3 separate regions of the Rattus norvegicus genome follow, and all the other regions are linked to region 1. Evidence: chromatin contacts called from public Hi-C data. All regions are on one chromosome and are shown on one strand. Each heading gives the region's core, a stretch centred on a gene start, on an enhancer-like site or on the middle of the called end of the contact. The rest is flanking DNA. Distances are from core to core; before and after follow the strand shown.

Region 1 (3,675 bases), core at 821-3,320:
GAGGTCAGAAGAGGGCATCAGATCCCCTGGAAATCGTTGTTAGCTTCTGAGAACTGCACATAGGTCCTCCAACACAGCATTAAGTGCTCTTAAGTACTGACTTAGCCATCTCTCCAGCCCTCCATCTCCAACTTTTTAAAGAGTATGAGTTTCCGTTTTCTAGAAACCAATATTTAAAGAATAAACTAGCTCTGAAACTACCTCTAATTATCAACTCTTTATTGAATTAAGATGTTATCCTTCCCAGACGTTGAACTTGGTCATGTGATTTGTTTGGGTCAGTGACATATTAGTAATCATATTGATTGCATATATTAAGGCTTGTTCTCTTGGAATGCCCCCTCTTGTAATTCAGATTATCATTTTATGAGGAAGCCTCAATCAGCCAGGTGGAGAAGCCTTCTTTTTCTCTAGCATTCTTAGCTTCCACCTTTGCCTTTTCCACATTACTGTCTGCTTATTTTGCCTGAGACACTAGCTAGCTTCAACCTCATGTTCTAAGTGATTTCAGTTAGACTAGCCAAGCCCAGCCATCATGCCATACAGATGAGCTACTGGTACTATGTCCCGATGAAATTCCTAAGCAGAGTCCAGCATCATGAACAAATCAGTTATGGTTTTAAATAACTATGTTTGGGGGGCTGATTTGTACATAGCAGTAATTGAAACATTACTCAAAGTATAAAGAACGTATAAAAATTGTTAGAATGGAATTTTCAAAACAGCATGAAAGAAAAGCAAACAAACAAAATAGATGAGACAAGAAATAAGCACTAAAATGATAAATTTAAACCCAAATATGGCATGTCCGACCTGAGACATGAGGGCTGCAAGTGTGTGTCCCAGGATCAACTTTGGAAGCAACCCAACATAAAACTGTAAACTTAAACCATTGTTTTTGCAAAAATTTTTGATAATCATTTTAAGTTAGCAGGTGAAGTTGGTACAATTTTTAAGAGTTGGAAATACTACAATCTTATAATTTTTTTAAACTAGAGTTTCATTTTGCTTATGTTCTTGTTTCTGAATTCTGCCCCAACCTTTCCACTTTAGTTTGAGGGCCTTGACTTGATGCAATTTGAAACAATACTACTAGGTGATCCTTAATCTGGGTTAGTAGTGCCATAAAATTTGGGAACTACATCCTCTTTTTTAGCATATTTTTCCAGAATTCCACTTTTTTGGAATAACATCTTTTAATTTTTCTGAAATTCAGATTATACTAATTTAATATAATGTTTATTCCCTTTTTAAAAAACTATTGAATACATGAAGTTACAATCCAGATGATAGTTTCATGTATATTTTTGAGGTTAACTCTCGGTTCCCTAAGTCTCTACGAGGGCAGGCGTGGGGCCTGAGTGATGAAGGTTGTAGTTCTAAACCTAGTACAAGCTCGGCGCGTAATAGGTGCTCTGACTTGTTAAATGAATTAGTCACTACGGTGTCCGTGGGCTGTAAAACACGCGCATAGGCATCTCTATTGTCAAAACCCTAACACTGGCTTCCCCTAGCGGAGGCTGAGTCGGTGTCCGAGAACAGGCGGCGGGGCGGGCGCAGCCTTCCCGCCCGTATGGCGCGGGGCCCGCAACCCCGCGAGGAGGCAGCGGCGGAGGCGGCCACTCGCTTCCCCTCCGGACTTGGAAGCGTCTTGAAAGGAGGCAGATAAACAAAGGCAACCGCACCGAAACCGGCCGTTCCGTCTCACATCCTCTCTCACATCGCGTGCCTGGGCTGTCCGCGGAACACAGTGACCCTGCGTCCGCCGGCAGGCAGGTGGAGCCCGCCCCACGCCGCACGCGCCTCCTTTCCTCGCAGGCGCGCACAGGGCCCTCGCAAACGGGCCGACCCTCCCGGACCCTCAGCCGCTCTCCAGTGGACGCGTCCCCCCCAATCCCGGAGCGCAGAGCCGCCGCGCGCCCCTCTGTCAGGCGCACGCGCACGGGAGGCGGGTCCGCTTCCCGGCACCCACTGATCGCCCGGCCCCCTCACCCCACCCCACCCCCTCTCAGCGCTGAAGCTCCGCCCCCAAGACGAGCCGGCCGGGAGGAGGAGACCGGAAGCCACTTAAAGCAGAGCTGGAGCTGACAGGCGAGCGAGCTGGAACCCGGAGAGCAGTTGCGGCTTTCTGCGCCCAAGTCCGCGGAATGGCCCGTGCCCCGCTCGCCGAGTCGGCCGCCCACGAACCCTAGACACCGGCACTTGCCCTCGGCTCAGACCGCTGGCGCAGAGCCGGACCTTCCACGCCGCGCCTGTGCTGCGTTCTGAGGGCAGCTTGCCTGAGGTAAAAGGGCTCGGGGTGGGCAGCGAGCGGTGGAGGGACCCCAGCGGGATGGCGGGCGCTGGCCTCGCCTCCCCGAGTCCCCGCCGGGACAGCGGCGGATCCATAGACTGCCCGGGAGAGCCGAATGCGCTCGCGTCCGTTGGTGGCGGGGTGGGATTGGGTTAAGCTCTGGTCGCCCGGAGTTGGGCAGGTGTATAGATGGACTGGCGCCGCACCGCTTGCGGGGCCGCCGGCGACTCCCCTCGGGGGGTTACTGCCCGGGCAGCCCCCGCGGGAGGGCTCGGCGCTGCGGGAGAGTTCCGGCCGGCGCGCGTTCCGGGCTGCAGCCCAGAAGTTTACAGGCTGTGTTCGAGTTAACTTTGAGTGCGCACCGGTCCCCCTTCCTCTTCCCCGCCACCCGGAGTGCCCGTTGCGGCTCGGCCCCGCAAGCTCCTGGACGGTCCTCGGAGGGAGGCAGGGCCGAGGGAAATTTCATTGTGGACTCACCGTGAGTGGCTGCGGGGAGGTCGGGTCCTGAGGAGGGTGGGCCGGGAGTGAGGGGGCGCCAGGGTTCCTGAGGACAAGGTGAGGGCGGGGATGCTCACCCTCACGGCGAAGTGCGGAGCCCGTTGGAACGGGCGCGGCGGGAGGTCGTGGCTGCGCAGACCGCGGCCGGCAGGAGGCGTCGCTCGGACCCGGGCGTCTCTCCGCAGGCTGTTTGGAGCCGGCGGTTTCCATGGAAGGTGTGACCAGCCGGTAGTGCCAGACGACCCAGGCGTCACGAGGTGAAGGGTGGCGCGATTGGGTTGCCCGCTGCGGGCGACCGGAGGAAACGTCCTTCCAATCTTTATTTTTCTGTTATGCAAACTAATTGAGGAACTGGTGGCTTCCGCACTCCTCTGCTTCCTAGTTTAGTTTCCGAGTTTGGTGGAGGGCAGTACGAGGAAAAGTTGTGTGCGTGCGAGTGTGTGTGTGCGTGCGTGCATGTGCGTGTGCAGACATATAAATAAAAATTGCTTTAGTATTTTGCCTGGATTGGTGTGATAGGAGGAGGGGTGGTGTGCGTGCGTAGGGGAAGGCACAGGCCGGTTTGATACGGAGAGGGAATACCACAATCTGTGCCAACTGAGCCTTGAGGCAAAAGCACCGAATGATGAATAATAACGCCTGGCTTGGCTGCTTTCCAGTTATTTATGTCTCATGTCAGATCCCTCCTTCGTGAGGTTTTCCCTAACAATGCCAGCTCATACTGAACTCTTTTAAAGAAAAAAAAATCTTTTGTACTTAGACTAACACCTTTGTTCCGTGCTTTGTGTTTTTCTGAGTTTTGATTATTAAGCACTTTTGTATACATAGACTTATAAATCCCTCCTAGATTTTTATATTTGTTTTTTAAAGCACGAAATTTTTAT
Region 2 (3,418 bases), core at 779-3,278, 130 kb before region 1:
GCTGAGTTCAGGTGGCTCAGAACTCTGTGCAATTCCAGCTCCAAGGGCTCTAACACACTCTTCGACTCCTCAGGCCAGGGAGACACCAACCACACCCACAATCACCTAAACACACTTCAAAAATAAGAAGTAAATCATTAAAAAAAAAAAAAAGCTTCAAAGAAGAAACAAACCTAAAAGGCCCTACTGAATAAACAAGAGAATAGCCTGCTCCATCCACCCTCCTGTTCCACCTTTAGGAAAGCACAGATACAAGTGCTTAAAATATAAAAATTCACTGAGGTAAAACTTGAGTTTTCTTCTCCAAAAGCTATTAAAATAATTTGTCTTACTATATATGATCTTGAAATTCAAGAAATATGGTTGTCTTCTACATGAACAGACTTCCAAAATTAAAAAAATTGTAAATGGCATTGAAAATGTCCCAGAATTTTTAATTATTTTGCTTCCAAAATTAGTAAATGGGCAGTCTAGAGCAATTTCTAGAAAGAAATCCATTGGGTTTCAGAAGCATTCGTTTATTTAATAGATTTGCTTTTCTGATCAAACCATCAATTAAAAACTTGGATTAAATATTCCACCCTCAACACCTATTTCCACTGACGTGTCAGTCACATGGCTCAAGAGGTTATCAACTCTCCAGGCATTGCTCTCTTCACAAAGTATACACACACTTCAAACCAATGCTTATAAATAAATATAAACCACCTCTAAGAAGCCACCCTCCCATAAATATGCAGGTTGGGGTTGGGGTTAGGGTACTTACTTGTGCTTGAGAACAAATTTTACATTCTTGTATGCAAAGGCTACCAAGTAAGTGCTTACTAACGTCATCACGCTGTACAGAACAGCAGACTGGATAAGATCCATATGCCATATTCTCCAGTACAACCCTGAGGTAAGACAAAAGGAAGGGACACAACACATTACGACCCCTTTACACCTGCCTGCCAGAGTTAACTCCAGCTAAACCAGGTAAATGAGAGTCAGTAAATCCTACCCAGTATCTGAGGAACTTCACTAGAGGTGAGATAGCCAATACACTGGGTTAGTCCCAGAGTTCAGGGCTTTCCCGGTTCAGAAAGTTAGGTTGTGGGGACATTGCTAGTCTAGAAATTTCTTCATCTTCTGACTTGAGAACAAACTGAGAGGGGAGAGATCACAAATAAGAATAAAGATTTCATTCATGGAATGCTAGTAAGTTAAAATACAGGCCATTTTAAGTCAAATACTGTCTGTCCCAAATCACTGGTTAACTTGCTGACGTGGCTGCTCTGAAATCAAAACAATGCATGGTCGGGCCAGTGAACCAGGGGGCTCCACACCACATTCACTGCACGCTGAGCTTTTAAAACGGCCACAATAACAAAATACGTTTGGACGTGATTGGCCAGCAACATTGTGGCAGCGTGGGTCAGGAGATGGGAAACTCGGAAAACCTGAGCTTGGAAACAGTCTTAGCCTTCAGGTTGACAGTTTCTCATTCAAAGTCTCGAGTTGCTCTCTGGGAGTTATTGAAATCCTAAACAAGGCTGACCGCGGACCTCTAGCACAGCCTAACCTGTCATTCTGCACGTCAAAAGGATGCTCAGGGATGAGGGGAGTCACGTTGCTAATTCAGTGAAGGTTATTGGTGGGTCTCCCACTGGCTCACTAAAGACCTCGTAGTGTCAAAGTGTTGTGAGGGGAAGGACAGTGTACCAATGAGCGAATCCCGGCCAGAACCCGCGCCCGGCTCAGAAGTCCGCGGCAAGTGAGTTCCCGAGGACGCCGCCGCACCCCCCCCCCCCCTCCGCCCCGACACTAGGCCTCCCCGCCGCCTCTGGCCTCCCCCACCGCGCCCGCCACGTCCCCGCCGCCTGCCCGAGGCTCACAGATGGGAATGGCAGACACGATGAACGCATTCCCGAAGAACAGCGCCGACGATTTGGCGGACAGGTTGCGGCTGAAATCCTGAAGGAGCAGGTCCTCCTCGGACTGCTGCTTGGAGCCGCCTTTGGGAGCCATTGCGGAGCAAAAGACTTGAGGATGGGAGCAGGGAGACAGGGAAGACTCAGAAGGCCGCGTCTACGTCCGCCCCAGCCGCGTATCCGCCCGCGACCCGTCAGCGCAACGCGAAGGCGGGTCTCCGCAGGGCACGCTACTTTAGGATTGGCCAGCCTGCCGTCGCTTCACAAGCCTCAAAACACGATTGGATAGGTAGACAAGACTTCCGCATCCTTCAGGGTACGTGGCTCTCAACGCCACAAGGAATGGCGGGATTTGTAGTTTAGTGTATATTTATGGACCTCAGGTAACTAAAGCTGATTTCCAATTCACCTGCCTCAGTCTCCAGAGGCAGGCTTGGTTAACTGACATGAGCAACCGTGCAAGCAGTACTCTGTTTTAACTAACTAACTTTATTGGTATTTCATTTCATATGTGCACTTTTTATTTCTTTTTAAGTTTATTACACTGATTGAATGATTGTTTCATTGATTGATGATTAATTGATTGATTAGTTGGTTGGAAGGCCGTGCCACAAAGTTGTCAGAACACAGCTTGAGGAAGTTAGTTCTCTACTTTTACTTTCTGGGTCCCAGAGATTGAACCAAATTGTCAGGTTTGTGTCTTTACCCTCTCAGCCATCTGCATGGCCTAAAGTTTGGTTTTTTTATTATTACATCATCATCATCATCATCATCATCATCATCATCAAATGGTGAACCTGAAGGTGACAGACAGGCCCTAGTCTCTTGGGCATGGGCTCTATTCACCCAAGAAACAGACATAAGGAAGTCACTAAAACCATGATGATCTTCAAATGGTGATAACATTCAATACTTGCCTCATGCCTTTACAAATTTCTACCATTTTGTTTCTTTCTATTTCAGCTTGAACCTTTTTAAAGTAGCATTCCACCAGTGTTCCAAATGACACTGAAGACCTCTGGCAGGACTCCTCTGAAGCCGGAAAGGCAATATTAGCACAGATGCCATTTTAACTGACTAGCTGGTTGCGTTTTTCTTTCAAAAGACAAACACAACCACATCCCTTCCCAGCAAGTGTTTTTCTTCACTACAATGCTGTAAACATTACACTGCACAGGGCAAAACTTCCTCAACCTCCGGCTTCCTCTTAGCAGTCTGTAGATAGCACTTTCCCTTTGCTTTATCTAAATGGCATTGATCTACAGAGCAAGGATCCTCACTGTGCTTTTTATCTTCAGTCTTTTTTTCAATTGGTTCTCCACACAGATTCTTCAATACGTTTTCCTGAAATATAAGTCCATCTATTCTCAACAGCAAGTGTCCTCAATTTCATCACCAAAGAAATAAGTAAATAAATAAGAACCATCTAGCGAATTTTCAAGCAAACTGCAAGTGCTCACTTCAGAATCTCTGGGTCCACTCCTGCTGCTGCTGCTGGGTTTTTCTCT
Region 3 (3,544 bases), core at 832-3,331, 140 kb after region 1:
TGGGTGGTCACAATGACAAATAACAATAAAGGGTCATAAAGAAGTTAAAAGGAATTTAATTTTTAATTTTTCTTTCTTTATATGGTGGCTTATCTTTAAAAGTCACAGTGAAAGGTGAAAAAGCTGACTGACCAGTATAGCTCAAGAGTAAAGCACTTGCCTAGCACACGTAGGCTCTCGATTCATTCTGAAACATCACACCCACACCCACACCCACACACACACCCTACAATGGGAATATTTTAATTTCGGTTATAGAATAGGCAGTAATGGGATGGGAAAAGAAGGATGGGAAAAGAGGGGAAGAAACTGCAATCAATAGATAATCAAGAAAAAAATGTCAACACAGGACAGTTTTTGGAGCTGTCGTTTTTTGGTTTTTTTTTTTTAAATAAGTTTTTTCAGTACTTTCCAGTCATATTTCGACCTGTGCTAACCTGCTAACTTTTTTTTTTAAAGAAACTTTATCTACTTTTTTCATTTTGAAGGATTTAGATTTTTTTTGATATTGTATTTTAATTACAACATATATCTCTCCCCACTCTCCCCCAAATCCATGGCCTCTTTTTTCTCTATTCTTCTCTCATACATCCCAACTGTATCTTCCTTGCCCTCTACTCCTCCAGGCCCCTGCCCCCAATCTCCCCTCTCCCCCAGATTCACTGCTCCTCCATTTTTCTTCAGGAAAGTCCAAGCCTTCTAGTAATATTCACTAAACACGGCATAACAAGATGCAATCGGACTAGGCACAAATTCACATGGGGCACCCCTACAGAAAGTCTGGCTTGTGGCTAATCAGCAATGAGATTTAGGTTTGAGGGGCAGTTATAGTGGCAAGGAAAATGGACTCAGGGTGATGTGTAATGAGTAGGCATAGATGAAAGTGAATTACAGCGTTTCCACGGTATTTTACCCCACTTTCAGACGGGTGCCTTCCCTTTTAGATATAAATGCTCAGTAAGGAATATTATCGCCAAAACTGTAGTTATGTGCTCTATAACAGTATTTTTGGTTAATAACAGACCAGTACACTGGCTATACAATTTCTAATATCCAGTGATGTTAAAGTTATGGTAACATTTTGTGCAATGCATAACTCAAGTGTTTGTGGTGATGCTGTCGGAAGCCTTCTGTTTCTAGCACACTGGTATGTATTCAATATGGCACATAATAATAGTTACACAATAGTAAGTAACTGTTGTTTCTGTATTAACTATACCTTTCATGACTTAGGGAAGTATTCACTATTTTCATGTGGCTATTTTCAAACTAGGTATCAACCAGCAGCTTCAATAGTTCTGGCACTATTTTGAACCACTTTTTCACCCTCCTCTCTTCAGTGTCTTTTCTTTCTATTCATGCAAATTATTCTTTAACAGTAATTACTGTCTTTTCTGCAAAGAAACTGTTTTCTTTAGTTCCTGGAGTATCAGCACTTTAGACCGCAGATAATCCTGAAAAAGGAGCAGACTACGAAGAAGACACTAATCATACTAGTGGCCTGTGTTAGTCACCAAGCATCATCTCATCCTGCTTGCTTGTCTCGTAGTAGGTCATCAATATTTGTTTTATGAATAAAGTATGAATAAAGGTAAGTCGTCAGTGCGTAAAAACCTGAGGCCTTCCACAATTTGAGTGTTCAATAGCACGTCTCATTAACAGTTCATGAGCTAAACCTTTCATCTTGACTTTCGGAATAGAATGAAATTCTACGCAAGCCTTCCCCAGTCAATCTGCCCTCGCGGCAATGGCTGAGGATGTGCTGTCATTCCATTTAAAAGCATCTTTTTCCTCCTCTTGAGAGCAATGATTGCCCCTGCAGTAGACCACACTGCCCCCCACTTCCGCTGCCTGTCGTCCCCACGGGTTCCAGACCTCAACCCGGTCCGTCACAGAACCGCGCGTAAATCCGCCCTCTCCTCCGACCCCCGCCGCCTTCGCCAGCTTCCGTCTAGCTCGCTTTTGGGACAAGTGATGCAAAGGAGCTCTGCTTCCGCGTCGGCGACGGCGTGGGCAGTGACGTCACTGCGCTCTGACGTCAGGACAACGTGCAGTGCGGTCGCCCGGGAGACCGGGGAAGCCGTTTTACACCCAGCGGAGTCCCGGGCTAGGTGAGGGTCATGGCCTTTCTCAGTTCTCAGAGGACCAGGCCGGCAGGGACTTTGTTCCGGGGCTAAGGCCAGCCGCGCGGGACGGCGGGGCAGCGGGGGCGGGGAGGAGGAAGGCAGGGCGGCCTCTCGGTGCCTCGGGCGAGGCCTGGGCCGGCGCGGTCGAGTCGGGCAGTTAGTTTCCTGCAGTCGCGGGGCGTGACCTCCCGCTCTCCTGCCCCTGACCTGCCCTCTTGTGAATCACGGCCCGGGAATGGTACTAGAGGAAGGGCCTGGAAGCAGAACCGGAGTTAATGACCGGGCGTGACACCGGTGTAAGAGTCGGAAATGAACCACCAAGGACGTTTCGGCATTTAAGAACACACACGTCTATCTCGTGACCAGTGTCACAGAGAAGGTTCGTAAACTTGCACGCAGCAGCGGCCACGTACTACTGTACTTTTGCCAAGGACAGTTTCCACATATATACTGGGAAGGACCGAAAGGAACTTGTTTAGTAAAGTAATGAATGGGCAAATTAAAAATCACAAGTTTTCTCCTGCTAAAGAGCAAACAGCCCCACAGTTCTTGAAAAGCAGAATTATCTGCGAATTCCACAGTTCTTTTCATGGGTAGTCACATCTTTGTAAAGACCCAATTCTAAAAGACTTAGAAGCCATTTCTTTAAAATACAGGCATAACAAAAATAAACGTTAAAGAAAGTAGTGCCCTTGTAGTCAGTCACCTCGGGAATTTAAGGTGCCTACCTCTTGTAACCATCATGCATTGCTTATCAGAAAAGCAGCGAGTTACTACAGTTCGTACTCACAGTTTACATGGGTTTACAATAAAATAATGTTAAAGACTTCTTTATACAGGGACAAGTTACAAATGTTCTTGGGATGAATCCAACGACTCTATCTTGGCTGCATGAAAAAAATGAGATCCCTAATTTTGTCACCATGTCTTCTGCCATGTGCATTAAAATCAGTTTCTTCTCCACCCCTGTGTCTTGGAGATCCTTCTAATTTACCAGGGTGCCATTTTTAATTTTTCTTTCATAACCAGAAGCCTTCTGATGATATAGTAATACATTAGAGTAGTCACAGTGAAAGGCATTAAATAATAAATATCCCACTGGTACCTTGAATTTATACGTTATTTAGGTCCATGCTTGCTAATACTTTTGTAGATGGTACTTTAAGAGGACATATGGTTGGTTATTTAAGGGGAAAATGGTTCTGTGGAGCCGACGATACTATCGTTTCCATTTACTAATGATGGCTTAACTGAAGGGAACAAGCCTTCTGGTTTCTCACCATGTGACTATGACAGTATCAGATTATGTACTTGGTCACTTGGACCCATGTCAACATCATTAACTCTACTCCCATAGTTAACATTACCAAGCACACACATTGTCTTGTGTTATATGTGGGAAGACAGCTCATTAGTTT

The links. Hi-C and Micro-C count contacts between places; a contact is called where the count stands out from the background.
Region 2: a contact with region 1 is called in a Hi-C map of Schwann cells, with 4 times the contacts expected there. The contact joins the promoter of Ssr3 here to the promoter of Tiparp in region 1. A contact is called at or near these places in 9 of 12 Hi-C or Micro-C datasets (the A7r5 cell line, Schwann cells, frontal cortex and 6 more) and 1 of 1 datasets of contacts at active chromatin or transcription factors (oligodendrocytes).
Region 3: a contact with region 1 is called in a Hi-C map of Schwann cells, with 5 times the contacts expected there. The contact joins the promoter of Lekr1 here to the promoter of Tiparp in region 1. A contact is called at or near these places in 11 of 12 Hi-C or Micro-C datasets (the A7r5 cell line, the Rat2 cell line, Schwann cells and 6 more) and 1 of 1 datasets of contacts at active chromatin or transcription factors (oligodendrocytes).

The regions. Positions count from the first base shown.
Region 1 is chr2:152,061,699-152,065,373 of GRCr8, forward strand. It overlaps Tiparp (TCDD-inducible poly(ADP-ribose) polymerase), which reads left to right and starts at 2,071. Exons shown (of 6, transcript NM_001107679.3): 1 at 2,071-2,284. It overlaps LOC102554278 (a long non-coding RNA gene), which reads right to left and starts at 3,329. Exons shown (of 4, transcript XR_005500996.2): 1 at 2,771-3,329.
Region 2 is chr2:151,933,134-151,936,551 of GRCr8, forward strand. It overlaps Ssr3 (signal sequence receptor subunit 3), which reads right to left and starts at 2,029. Exons shown (of 5, transcript NM_031120.3): 1 at 1,875-2,029; 2 at 767-893. The coding sequence starts at 2,007.
Region 3 is chr2:152,199,101-152,202,644 of GRCr8, forward strand. It overlaps Lekr1 (leucine, glutamate and lysine rich 1), which reads left to right and starts at 2,082. Exons shown (of 13, transcript NM_001115029.2): 1 at 2,082-2,505.